2 separate regions of the Zea mays genome follow, and region 1 is linked to region 2. A link is a contact called in public Hi-C data. All regions are on one chromosome and are shown on one strand. The core of a region is the stretch at or near the end of the contact, and the rest is flanking DNA. Distances in the headings are between cores, read along the strand shown. Region 1 holds the start of LOC100283512. Region 2 holds the start of LOC100501241 (calmodulin-binding transcription activator 3).

Region 1 (3,073 bases), core at 570-3,069, 270 kb before region 2:
AGAATCAAAGGACAGTGGTCAATCACTTGAGGTTGTCTTTTGATTGAACCATAGACAGAACCATGTTGATGCATTTATTTTGCTCTTGTATAGTGTTTTGGTTAAGAAAATGTTTGCGAACCCGTCTCATCTCGTCTATCTCACTCTGAGGATTTTTTCCAACCTTTCCGGAGGTGTTTTCCTTTTTTCCTAAGTCGAGATCTTCACGTTCGAAGTTCATCACAATATTTCCTTGATCTCTAACCATTTTGTTCGAGCTCATTGGGTCCCAAAAAGTTCCCATAATTTTTCTTGGATTTTTCTAACCACCCGAAGTCTTTTTTAGGGATTAAAACAGTTTTTTGGAATTATTTGAACCCTGAAAATGATATTCCAAAATTTAAAAATCCGACCCAAACTTAATCCATCTCGGCAAAAAAACCTCTCATATAAATACAACAGTGCATCCACCGTTTTGCCAACAAGCGTGCCGATCCCCCCTCCCGCGTCGAGGCCCACACGGCCACCAACAGGAATGGGATTAGGATAACAGGGGGTTAAGAAGTGGTGGGTTCAGCACTCAAACAAGTTGCTGGAACGTTGTAACTGCCAAGGGTCTGTTTGGATTCTGTGGGCAAACAATAGAAGCTAAAAAATATCTCTAGACCATCCAAACATGAGGACTAATGGTTTGAGCAAACTTTTAGCCAAGTTCTTGGATAACTGTTAGTTCATTAGCCAAGTACAACTAACTAACAAGGGCTAATAGTTCATTGATATATATATGCACTTTTAGCCTAGATCCAAACATTCATAGTCTTAGCCGATCCAAAGACGCTTTGAACTAACAACACCTCCAATGCAACAATGGATCGATACAGGTAGCAATTGTGGATCAAATCCGTGGTTTTTACCTTTAGCACCGAACCACCAAACCTAAGTTGTACAGTACACAACAATTAATTGTTCATTATCAACCACGAAACATCTCAGCCAAGAAACTGCAGGTGAAAATAGTTGGCAAGTCCCTGCTTTACCTACCCTGATGTAATCTCTGATGAAACAGGACGGCATGAACCGCTGAGGGCGGCAGAAGGTGAGCCCCACCAACCTCCGGAGATCCTCCGGCCGCTGGGGCAGCAAAAGACTTGCAGCCTCGGCGATATCCTCAACGGCAAAGAGCCCCGCGGCCAGATCGGCCTCCTCGAGGCAAACACCGGCCGCGACTAGTACAAGCCGCTCCACCGCTGCCGGAAACGCGTGGGCGAGGTGGTATGCTACGAAGCCGCCGTAACTGACCCCGACGACGGCGTACCGCTGCGGGGCGCCAGGAAGCGCGGCCATAGCGGCGGCAACACAGGCAGCCTGATAGACCGGGGAGCGGTCTGCTGCGGGGGAGGATGAGGCGCCAAAGAAGACGAGGTCCGGGACATAGGGGGCCAGACCGGCAGCGAGGAGCGGGCCGAGGAAGGGCGCCCACTGCCAGGTGGCTTGTGCGCCGAAGCCGTGGAGAAGCAGAACAGGGTATAGGGGCTTGGCGGGGTCGGCGGCAGGAGGCGGGAGCCACAGGTGTACGACGGCGCCATCGGGGAGCGGAATGGCCGCCGGGCGGAGCCCCGCGGAGCGGAAGGAGCGAGTGTAGCAGCGGTCACGTGCGATAGTGGGACTGAGGCGGCACTTCCACCGTCGCCGACCGCCAGCAGCGGGGGTCAGCGATGCGGGCGGTGAGAGTGGGGGCATTTTGTTTGCCGGAGGCGGGAGATCTGGGAGGGCGCGTCCGTGCGTGCGGACTGCGGACTGCGGATGGACTGCGGACTGCGGAATGCCTCTATGTTTGGTGGGACCGTGGGACTAGTGGCTCTCTTGTAGTTGTAGTGTCTGGTACTAGTCGTTCTAAGTAGTGTCTGAGATATAGAGACCAAAAAAGACTAAATCATATATTTTTTCTTTCTTTTAGATCTTGTTTAGAAGGGACCTAGTTTTAAAAATATAGTTTCTATCTCTAGTTTCTAGAAACTGGTTTATAATAAACTAGTTAATGGTGTTTGAAATTACCTCAATTTTCATGAACTAGTTTTAGTTAGGCGACATTAGCTTCTTGGATTTTAAGAAACTAGAAATCCAGATTTTATAAACTGGTGCATAAATTGATATGTTTGGAACCACCCTAATTTTTATAAACCAGTTTATTAAAAACTGAACAGACCCTTAGTCTCTGTGTTTGATAATTTAGTGATTAAAAGTGACTATAAGGTAGAGACTAAATTTTAGTCCCATGAAACTAAACAAGCCATTTGTCACGTGAAATTCTAGCTCGACATCATTGCCATTTGTCACTTGCAAGGTCCACATGGATCGGTGCATTGGATGACCCACAAATCAGAAACCAAACTGTATTATTCGGCAAGGAAATCCTCCAACCCAGTTTTTTTGTGTATATATAAGAAGTTAAACATGTACAGAATATATAGTTTACAAAGCTTGCAAAGCACAAAGAAAAAGGAGAAAACCACTGGTGTAGGCTATCCCTCCAAATACTCAAATGCTCCTTGATGTAATGCTTGGCTTTGGTGGACAATAGTCCAAGCTCTTTTTGAAAGTTTATTCACAACAAAGAACATTACAAGTTTTATTTACAAAATGACTCCATTTCTTGATATCCAAATAATCCAATAAGTTATAGTCACAATTTTTCTAAGTATATGGTTACTAAAGAATGTTCTAGCTTCACTCATTATGTCTAGAGATTGAAGATTCTAAAAGAATTTGTGCAAGTAAGAACATCCATCTCTTGAACAATGATGCCCTACGACATCATTCTTTCTCCTGAGCAAGTAAGAGCCAAACGAAGAATTTATGCTTACCAAGGTTACATGATGAAGTATTTATCATAATAGCGTAAAGAAGTATTACTTTGTTACATCATGATGTCCGAAACATCCACATAGGTCATTAACTTAATAGAAATCAAAGTGCTAAAGTGAAACGCAGTAAAGATAAGGCCTTCACAGGCAGCTGACTGGTGGTTTGCCGCTAATCTAGTCTAGAACTCCTCAAAGTCTTGGAACTCCTGAAAGTCCTCCGTGTGGCTTTC
Region 2 (2,914 bases), core at 12-2,511:
CGAGGGCCTCCTCAAGCAACGGGCGCACCTTCGACTCGCCCCGAGGCCCAGCTCGGGCAGGCTTCGCGGAGAAGCAACCTTGGCCAGATCGCCACGCCAACCAACCGCATCGCAGGAGCATTCAATGCAAGGATCGCCTGACACCTTATCCTGACGCGCGTTCCACAGTCGATAGGGCCGAAGTGACTGCAGTCACTTCGCCTCTCCACTGACTGACCTGACAGGAAAACAACGCCGCCTGCCCTGCTCCGACTGCTGTGCCACCTGCCAGGGTGAAGCTGACAGCAGCCAAGTCCAGCCTCGGGCGCCATAGGAAGCTCCGCCTCGCCCGACCCCAGGGCTTAGACTCAACCTTGACCTCGGAATACGGTCTCCGCCTCGCTCGACCCTAGGGCTCGGACTCAACCTCGACCTCGGAAGACGGTCTCCGCCTCGTCCGACCCCAGGGCTCGGACTCGACCTCAACCTCGGAGGAGTCACCGCCTCGCCCGACCTCGGGCTCGGACCGACCACGCCGCAGGGGGGTACATCATTACCCTACCCCTAGCTAGCTCAGGCTACGGGGAACAAGACCGGCATCCCATCTGGCTCGCCCCGGTAAACAAGTAATGATGGCACCCCGCGTGCTCCATGACGACGGCGGCTTTCAGCCCCCTACGGAGGCAAGGAGACGTCAGCAAGGATCCAACAGCCCCGACAACTGTACTTCTACAGGGTCTAAGCGCTGCTCCGACGACCACGACATCACATGAACAGGGCAGCAACACCTCTCCGACAGCCACGTCGGCATGTACATAGGGCGCTGGCTCCTCTCTGCTAGACACGATAGCACATCGCTACACCCCCCATTGTACACCTGGGCCCTCTCCTTACATCTATAAAAGAAAGGTCCAGGGCCCTCGTACGAGAAGATGGCCGCGCGGGAGGACGGGCTGACGAACAAGGCTCTCTCTCTCCCTCGCGAACGCTTGTAACCCCTTACTGCAAGCGCATCCGCCCTGGGCGCAGGACAACACGAGCCGCAATTCTCCTTATTGTTCCCCCTTGTGTTTCGTCTCGCGCCGACCCATCTAGGCTGGGATACGTCGGTCCAGGGACCCCCGGGGTCGAAACGCCGACAGAAATGATATTTTATGGTTGTAATGGTGTATAGGGAGAAAATATAGGGGAGAATCACTGCGGGAGATGAAAACATAAGAGATGAAATGTTGATGTGACGTAAAAAAATAATATATAAAAGAAAATTTAGAGTAAAGTGCTGCGAATAGCCTAACTGGCTGTCCCGCCTCTTTCAGTTTCAGGCGTTCAATCACTAGCGCGGTTATGCTCTGAGCTAAACCCTTGTAGCAGAGCGAACGAGGAAAAGTTCTCCGTTTCCACTTTCCTCCTTTCTCCACGCCCCGAACCTGCAGAAATCACCCTTTCCACCCCACCCCCCGCCGCTCGGATCCCCAGGCCAGCACGGCCTCCCCTCCTCCCCGGCCCGGTCCAGCGGGTTGCATGGTCCGCGGCCGCCGCTTGTGAGCCCGATCGATGGCCACGACGGAGGCGCGCCGCCTCGCGGTCGTGCCGCAGCTAGGTGAGCCGTCCCGTCCACTTCCCCTCCCCCGTGATCCCATGCGCTTTGTTTGCTCCTGATTCCTGAGGCGGGCGTGCTTCGATCTGATCTGAGTGCTTCGGTCAACGCTCCGGTCGTGGTCAATCGGGCAGCCGGGAGATGCGGGTGTCGCCAAGGCGGAAACATCTCTCCGCGTCGCTGGCGCGGGTCTGCGGGCTCTGGGCTTTCCTCGTAACTTATCGGGACTATGGATGTTTGTTACTTTGTATTGGCGTCGGGACTCTGGGTGTTTGTTACTTCGTGCTGATGCCGGCACGGAGGCGTCGGTATGTCAGCCCTGCGGTCGCTGCGGGGCAGGGAGGTCTTTGTGAGAGCTTCCTCGTTCAGGGTTTGTGTGCTTCTCGTAGGGAATCACTGCAAGCAATGGAGTATTTATCAAATACTTGCAGATAGTTACGCAGAGATTGGAGGCAAATTTGGGTGTTAAGCAAGTGTTTGGTAGTTTTGGTGCACTATGGCCGGGAGTTTGTGAGTAGGGGAGGGTCTTATCTATGCGCTCTCTAGTTGGATTTTTCCTGGCCCTCTGACAGCTCAGGGATGAGGAAAAATTGCTTGCTATTTGCTTTTGACAGCATCCATTCTCTGACCTGCTGGAGAATGTAGCGAGGTCAGGGTTGGTTATGTTATGAGGGTCTGTCCAACTGAATCGTGCAATACCGCGGTTTCGGTCGCTGTTTGCATTGCACTGCTTGGAATTTGGATCCCATGGTCATGATAGCCATTTTTGTTCATTGTTTCCAGTAACAGTGCCTCTTTTTGTCTGAAAGAGCCAAAGAGTTTCAACAACAATAACACCAATACCGCACCTTTTATCCCAAGCAACTTAGGTGGGCTAGGGCTAAAAATCCAATAGAACCCATAAATCAAGGTTCACATATATGGATAGTTGTTTTCCGTAAAATCCTATCAAAGCTAAATCTTTGGTTATATCTTATTATTTTAAGTCTCTGCTTCTTTCCATGTCAACTTTGGTCTTTCTCTTGCTCTCTTCTTATTGCTATCGTGCCTTAGGATTCCATTACGCAATGGTACCTCTGGAGGTCTTTGCTGGACATATCCAAATTATCTCAACCGATGTTGGACAAGCTTTTCTTCAATTGAAGCTACTTCTAGCCTATCAAGTATATCAACATTCTAGACTCGATCCCTTCTTGTATGGTCACAAATCCAATGCATCATAAGTATTTCTGTAATACATACTAGCTGAATATATTGGCTTTTGTAGGCCTAACTTCTGCACTATACAACATAGCAGGTCTAATCGCCGTCCTATAAAATTTGCCTTTTATCTTCTAT

Evidence for each region. A called contact is a pair of places that touch in the nucleus more often than the background predicts.
Region 1: a contact with region 2 is called in a Hi-C map of leaf, with 4 times the contacts expected there. The contact joins the promoter of LOC100283512 here to the promoter of LOC100501241 in region 2. A contact is called at or near these places in 3 of 25 Hi-C or Micro-C datasets (ear, leaf and tassel).

The regions. Positions count from the first base shown.
Region 1 is chr1:142,467,378-142,470,450 of Zm-B73-REFERENCE-NAM-5.0, reverse strand. LOC100283512 reads right to left here and starts at 1,819. Exons shown (of 5, transcript NM_001156412.2): 1 at 1,021-1,819. The coding sequence starts at 1,719.
Region 2 is chr1:142,201,506-142,204,419 of Zm-B73-REFERENCE-NAM-5.0, reverse strand. LOC100501241 (calmodulin-binding transcription activator 3) reads left to right here and starts at 1,261. Exons shown (of 13, transcript XM_008661880.3): 1 at 1,261-1,579. The coding sequence starts at 1,534.